2 separate regions of the Mus musculus genome follow, and region 1 is linked to region 2. A link is a contact called in public capture Hi-C data. All regions are on one chromosome and are shown on one strand. Each heading gives the region's core, a stretch centred on a gene start, on an enhancer-like site or on the middle of the called end of the contact. The rest is flanking DNA. Distances are from core to core; before and after follow the strand shown. Region 1 has its middle 13 kb from the start of Asph. Region 2 overlaps Asph (aspartate-beta-hydroxylase).

Region 1 (3,619 bases), core at 1,088-3,587, 77 kb after region 2:
ATTTTAGAGATTCACATATCCAGTATTAAGAATATTACACCAAAAACATTTACTCCTTGCTTTCCAAGATGTTAAGTCTGCATAACTGCCACTAGGGACAATGTCTTGAATTTCTGAATCTGATCCCAGATTGCCTGAGGGTCTGATATCTATAGTTTGGATATTGTTTAAGTATGTGTCCCGAGGCTTCATAAACTGAAAGCTTGCTGCTTCCTCACAGTGGTCTTTTTTCCATTGTTGTGATATAGTAATAATCCAGAAAAAGCACCTTAATGGAAAAAGGGTTTGTCTTGGATTATAATTACAAAGGGATGCCATGGTAGTTTAAATGAAAATAGAACCCATAGTCTCATATATTTGAATGATTGCTCTCTAGTTGGTAGAAATGGCTAGAAGGTATGGCCTTATTGGAGGAGGTGTCTCACTGGGGATAGGCTTTGAAGTTTTAAAACCTCACACTGTGCTCAAAATGTGCCCCCCCCTCCATGTGTGTGTGCATGTATGTGTATGCATGTGTGTGTATCTGTGTGTGTATGTATGTATGTGTATATGTGTCTGTCCCCCTCCCTCTCTCTCCCTCCACTCTCTCCCTCCCTCCCTCCATTCATTCTCTCTCTCTCTCTCTCTCTCTCTCTCTCTCTCTCTCTCTCTCCCTCTCTGCCTCATTCATGCTTGTGGTTGAAATATAAACTCTCAGCTACCACTGCAGTGTCACACCTGACTGCCTGCTGCCATGCTCTTGGCAATGATGGTAATGGGCTACCCTCTGGAACCAGAAGCCCAAAATCAAATGCTCTCTTTTATAAGTTGCCTTGGTTATGATGTCTTTTTGCAGCCATAGAAAAGTAAGACAGATGTGTCATGGAAGGGAAGATGAGGCAACAGGAAGGAAAAGCATGGTGGCAGGAACAGGAGGCTGGCAGGTCACATTCTGGTCACCATCAGGAAACAGAGAGTTAGCAGAAAATAGACCCAAGCTCCAGAGCCACAAAGCCCACACCATTAACCCACTTCCTTCAGAGAGGTGCCACCCCCTAAATGTTGCACAATTTTCCAGATAGTACAACTAGTTGGGGAGCTAGTGTTCAAATACACGAGTCTATGTGAGGACATTTGCCATTCAAACCATAGTAATTGTGATATCAGGAGACAGAGTGAGTGGTGTAGTGAAACTTTTAAGATGTGACGTTTAGCCAGGCATGGTGGCGCATGCCTTTAATCCCAGCACTTGGGAGGCAGAGGCAGGCAGATTTCTGAGTTCGAGGCCAGCCCGGTCTACAAAGTGAGTTCCAGGACAGCCAGGGCTATACAGAGAAACCCTGTCCCGAAAAACCAAAAAAAAAAAAAAAAAAAAAAAAAAAAGTGAAGTTTAATGTAATGTGACTATGTCATTGAAGACACTACCTTTCAAGAGATGAAGGGGTTCTTTTGGACCCCAGCTTGTTCCCATAGAGTTGTTAATGAAACAATTAGAGTAGCTGCTCTGATCTTTCTGGATTTCTGTCTCAGCATGTGACCTCTTTCTCTTCTATAGATTCTCACATGATGCTCTCCACCATAATGTGATGCAGTGTGGTCAGGCAGCAGGCCTTCAATAGAGTTAGCACCATGCTCTTTGCACTTTTGTTATCCAGGTATTCAGCCCAAGGTATCTTCTCGCTGCAATGGAGAAATGAACCATTATAAGTGGTGAATGAGTTTTCTTGTATTCGATGTGACTTTGAGTATTATCAGTTAGTGTCTGAAGACAGTCCCTGAGATCATGACATAAAATACAAATATAGAATGACCCAGCAGTGAATCAAACTATTTGCTTATGTGAACTGAGTTTTACACATTATGAAACGATGAGAAAATTAATGATAAAGTATACCAGACAGTAAAGTGCTTTCTAAATGTAAAGAAGTGTTTTATAATTTTAAATGGTAGCATATCCACTGACTCAAATCATACCTAAGACAAGTCTTTACTTGTTGATGTTTTAGACACTGCCCTGTGAGTTACTGCCCACAGTAAGGTTTCATTTTGCTTCACAATACATTATGCTATAAAGTTGCTGTGCAGAAGGTCTAATTTTGGCAATATCATAAACTTTAATGAAGAAGTATAGTTTATGGTCTGCTCAGGAAACATTAATGAAATCTCTACTTCCTGCAAGCACTGTTCTTGGTTCTTAAGGAGTTCCTGCTGTTTGGGAAGGAGAAAGATGAGCATAGAGCACAGCGTGCTACCCCCTGCATTTGCCAACAGATGTTGAGGACAGGGATTCAGTCACCACGGTCCCATGCGCACCATATGAGTCAAAGAGTCCATGCTTGCAAAGGCATACTAATGAGGATGTTGCTCAACCTCGTTGTTTCACATGTGAGGGTAAGAGTGATTTAGTGCTTAAACGTCACTTAAAGCAGAACTCGCACTTAAGCTGTTCTCGTTAGCTTAGTGTCTCATTGACACAGAATACTTGATGAAAGCAACTCAAGGAAGGGAGAGCTTATCCCTGGCTCACAGTTCTAGGGAATGTAATCTAGCATCAAAAACATATGATGTTGGCTGACAAAGTAAAAGTGAAATTTCAGTGACCTGAGTTTGCTACATCCTTAGCAGAAGTTGCTGCCTTCTAGACCTGGGGAACTTCCTTGAAAAGGTCTTCTGAAGCCCTCTCCGGCTGTGCCTCCAAGGCGACAATAAACGTGAAACAGTGCTCTGTCTGCTGTCTCGTGCTGATTCCCATGGGCTTGCTGCCTTCATTCCGTCTTCTCCTAACAAATCAGATCCCTCCTGCATGTAATTCTCCTAGGAGAGAACTTTAGGCTTTGTGTTCCTCAGTTTTAGCTGGTTTATCACTTATGAGTCTCAAAGAAGAGAGACAGAGAATGCCAAACCCTGAGGATGGGTACTCCAGGTATTATTTAGTTGGTGATAAATCCGAGACTGAAGTACCAGGAGTTCAAGATGGGTGGCCATCAAAACCTAGAAATATCAGCAGCCCAGATGATGCCTTGCTGGTCATGGGGCTGCAATGATTGCATTCAAGTGAACTGAGTGTATTTTACTGAAAATTAATTTTTCACAAGAATCACTTGGAAGCTTTAAAAAAGTACATTATGCCCTACAAAGACCAGAAAAATCTTAATTTCTGATTTAACATGCATTAAAGATGAATACGTGAATATACATATTTAATATATATTAAAGATATATAACACATGAGCACTCATATACACATACATATTTTTAAAAGTCCATGTCTACAAGTGGTATAGGTAATATGCTAAGAAACATTATGGAGCAAATAAGATTCAAAGGAGAAATCAGAAATGTTCGTGTAAGTTTACTCTTTTAAGAAGTTGCAGATTGCAATTGAGTGGCCAGGCTTTCTTTCCATGCTTTCTTGCTTCTTCATAAAGCCATCTCAATGCAATACAGAATCCTAAGACTAGAGAGCCTGGCAGTATATCAGTGTCAGCTTGTACATAGGAAGTCTACCCTGTCAACATCAGGAACTTGTCTCAAGAATAAATATTTATAAGTTCTAAATAATAAGGCCTGATTGATGTCTCATAGTCAAAATGAGCTGGAGAGAAAATGACTCACTGACATAACTGTTTGCATTAAGCAC
Region 2 (3,218 bases), core at 502-3,001:
CTATCTACTACTTAAGACATTTCCCAGCATATTATGTCAGACGTCCACATGCTTGCATGCTCTGTGACTTGCAATTTTTACAACTATGTATTAGCTGGGTTTGTAGATAGAGGTTCATGGAAACACAGCCATGTCTATACTCAGTTAATGACAGTTGATGACTGTCTTTGCATTGCAATAGTAGCTAAGGGTTCTAGAAGCTAGTAAGTTCTCCTTTCGATGAGAACACTTGATCCCTAACTATGTAAGAAGACAGTCTGGGGACATGCTATGGAAGCTACAGATTGTGCAGTAGGGGAGACAGCGCTGCTGGAACAAAAGCCAGGGCCAGAGTTCAAGTGCAGTTCATCATGACTTCATATAACACACAGCACCGAGGTGGAGGAATACAAGAAAAAAGTCTGCCCTTACTAGTATCAGAAACCCACTTATTAATGAAACAAATCAGATATCAGTTTGCTTTAGAGCTTCATCTTCAAAATATTTAGATAAGATTAAATATCGCTCTTAAAGGAATTTTAGGAATTTTTTTAATAATTACACTATAAATGACCAACTAGTCTAAAACAAATGTGTTCTACCTTCATGAACTGTCCCGGGTTCCAGGTCCTCAAATCTGTCATCACTGTCGGTCACTGTGAGGAAGTCCTCAACCTCCGGCTGTGGTTCTCCTGCCAGCCCATCTGCTTCAAGGTCTTCAACAAGGAGAAATACAGTGACCAAGGCGCCACGTTGGCATCCTACCTAGACAGACTCATCCGCAGCCACCCATGAGCCCCTGCCACTGTCCCCTCTAAAGCTATTTTTCTCACTCTGGCCAGTGCCAGTCTGCCTGAAAGTCACTTCTTATTACAATGTGACCTCCTGGAGGACAGGCATCTCACCGTGCTGCTCACACTGAATACTGAGCAGGGAGGAGCCTGACGAGCCAATAGAGGTCTCCTAAATATGATGAACAGATAAGTCATTTATGATTATTAATACACACATCAGGTTATATCGAGAACTTTTATTGAGAACTATCAAATTCCAAGTAGCAACTACAAGTGCTTTAATGTGGAGAGCAACTGGCTGTGTTCTCAGTCACATTGCTACACCTCACATTGTACATTCAAGCCAACCTAGGCTTAGCATTTTAGTCAGCAGATATGTAAAGTTAATTGCTGATTTTTTTATTTTTTATTTTTTAGGATATACTGAGTGAGTCTGTTACTTCATTCCATTTTAATATACCTTGGACTGAAATCTTGCCCTAAAATTACCTCACAATGACATGGCTTCTGGCAGATTTATTTAGGCTTTTTACACCAGCTGTCTGAGTGTAGACAAATTACCTATGCCATGCTTGAGATTCCCTTCCATAAAATTGGAATAATAATGATCTATTCATAGCCATCGATAAAAGGATGAAAATAGTTAGAAATATGCCTGGCCCATGAGAAGTATCTCCCTGTGGTCATTACCACTACAATTACTATAGGAATAATAGGATTCTTTCTACTGCTATTGAATCACCCCCATGATCACAAGAAGTCCTCTAGTTATTCTGTATAGAATAGCATGGTAGTGCTCGGTTTCACTGAGTCATACTGACTGATTTTTGTAGATACTTTCATAGAAGTTGCCCCTTATCTCGAGTTCTGCTTTTTGCAGTTTCACTTCTCTGAAGCTAACCATAATATGAGACCTTAAAATACCAGGAATAAACAGGTCATAAGTTTTGAAATATGTTTTCAACTCCTACTTATGAAATCCCTCTTCATCTCACTCCATCACACTAGGGATGTGAGTCACCCTCTGGTCCAGGCTCATCAGCACTGTATCAACAGCCTGCCTATTTGATATCTAGCAGCCATGTGTCATCAGATTTAATGGCACTTACCGTATTTATGGTACAAGAACCTCTACTTAATAATGGCACGAAAGCACAAGAACAGTGATATTGACTATACCAAAAAAAATATCCATACTGGGTTTTTATAATTGATTTTTTTTTTAAAAAGAAAAAAGGAAGGAAGACAGAAAGTGAGGGAGGGAAGAAGGGAAGGAAAGAGAGCGAGAGAGCGAGAGAGCGAGAGAGGTTGATTTGAGATAGCTATAAAATCTTCATGTTGAGGAAAATGGTGCTCATTTTGTTATTGTACTTCTAACAGAACACATTACAGCCGCAGTATATGATAGAGATGAGGGCGGGGTTCAGCGATAGGGCAGGGTTCAGTAGTGTTTTTGTTTTTGCAGATTGCAAGGGTTCTCAGAGAGCTGCAGGAGGAGGCACAGGGTCTGCTTCCCATCTCTCATCACCAGCTGCTCTGGAGTCTCTCCTCCTTTCAGATCTGCTGCTCAGCAAACTGCCCACCAAGTGCAACTGCTGGGAACGGTGGGACTCTACTGAGTGCAGCGCTCTTCCCTTCTCCCCTCACCCCATCTAGAAAAGCTCATCACTACCTGTCAGCACTGCTGTTCAATAGACGTGTCACTGTTCCCTGGAGAGAAACCATGAAAGCACTGTCCAGTGGCTTTGAGCCTACTGTTGACAGTGTCAGCCACGTGTGAGGAAAAGAAATCACATCCTGGACTCACTCCACTAGGCACTGCCAGCCCTCTGTGCTACTGCATTTCCCCAGTGCTGCTACACAACTCTAAAACAGGAGCGACTGTGCTCAAGCCACACTGCTACTACATGGCAGATGCAGTACAGCAATAAGCTGTGTGACAAGGAGCCCAAGGAGGCCAAGCTCAGCTGATGAGGTGTGAAGATGAGGTAGGAATGAGAAACACCCAAGCAGATGACACAGCAGATGCAAAGGCCCCTGGTCAGATAAGATGAAATTATTATGAGAGACTGTGTGAAAACGCCTAACCAATAAAGCCACAGCCGACACAGCATAGAGAAGAGAAAAGAGAAACACACCTAGACAAATGCCACTGCAGGGCCATGACAAGCAGTAACAGACACAGTTTGGAAACAAGAGTCAGAATGTAAGAGCAACTTGGACAGGACTTGCAGCTAGAAGAGCAAAGAAACCATAGAAAGCGCATGGAGTTTAACCTTGAGCCACTACAGACCTGGCAAAGTCATTAACGAGCGAGCGTATAAAAAGCTCAAGTGAGAGCAACTGGCATGGGGCAGGGCTAACGAGGAGCTGAGAGACAGCATGGGAAGGAAAGCCTGTGCTAGGCACAGCTGCAGTCCGAGTCACCCACAGCATCCCCAAATG

Evidence for each region. Capture Hi-C pulls out chosen DNA fragments and counts their contacts.
Region 1: a capture Hi-C map of bone marrow-derived macrophages shows a contact between it and region 2, with 4 times the contacts expected there. The contact joins two enhancer-like sites. A contact is called at or near these places in 7 of 39 promoter capture datasets (the C10 cell line, the HPC-7 cell line, cranial neural crest and 4 more), 2 of 484 Hi-C or Micro-C datasets (multipotent progenitors and natural killer cells), 3 of 115 datasets of contacts at active chromatin or transcription factors (CD8 T cells, the HPC-7 cell line and embryonic stem cells) and 4 of 9 other capture datasets (adipose tissue, bone marrow-derived macrophages, liver and 1 more).

Annotation. Positions count from the first base shown.
Region 1 is chr4:9,680,389-9,684,007 of GRCm38.p6, forward strand. No RefSeq gene overlaps it. Among named protein-coding and RNA genes, the nearest start is that of Asph, 13 kb to the left of the region's middle. Within about 2 kb of position 2,338, at least 65 of the 459 cell types and tissues checked have an H3K27ac peak or open chromatin away from gene starts, as enhancers often do. A contact at or near this core is called in bone marrow-derived macrophages, where this site is marked.
Region 2 is chr4:9,603,935-9,607,152 of GRCm38.p6, forward strand. It overlaps Asph (aspartate-beta-hydroxylase), which reads right to left. Exons shown (of 24, transcript NM_023066.3): 6 at 582-695. Among named protein-coding and RNA genes, the nearest start is that of Asph, 64 kb to the right of the region's middle. Within about 2 kb of position 1,752, at least 61 of the 459 cell types and tissues checked have an H3K27ac peak or open chromatin away from gene starts, as enhancers often do. A contact at or near this core is called in bone marrow-derived macrophages, where this site is marked.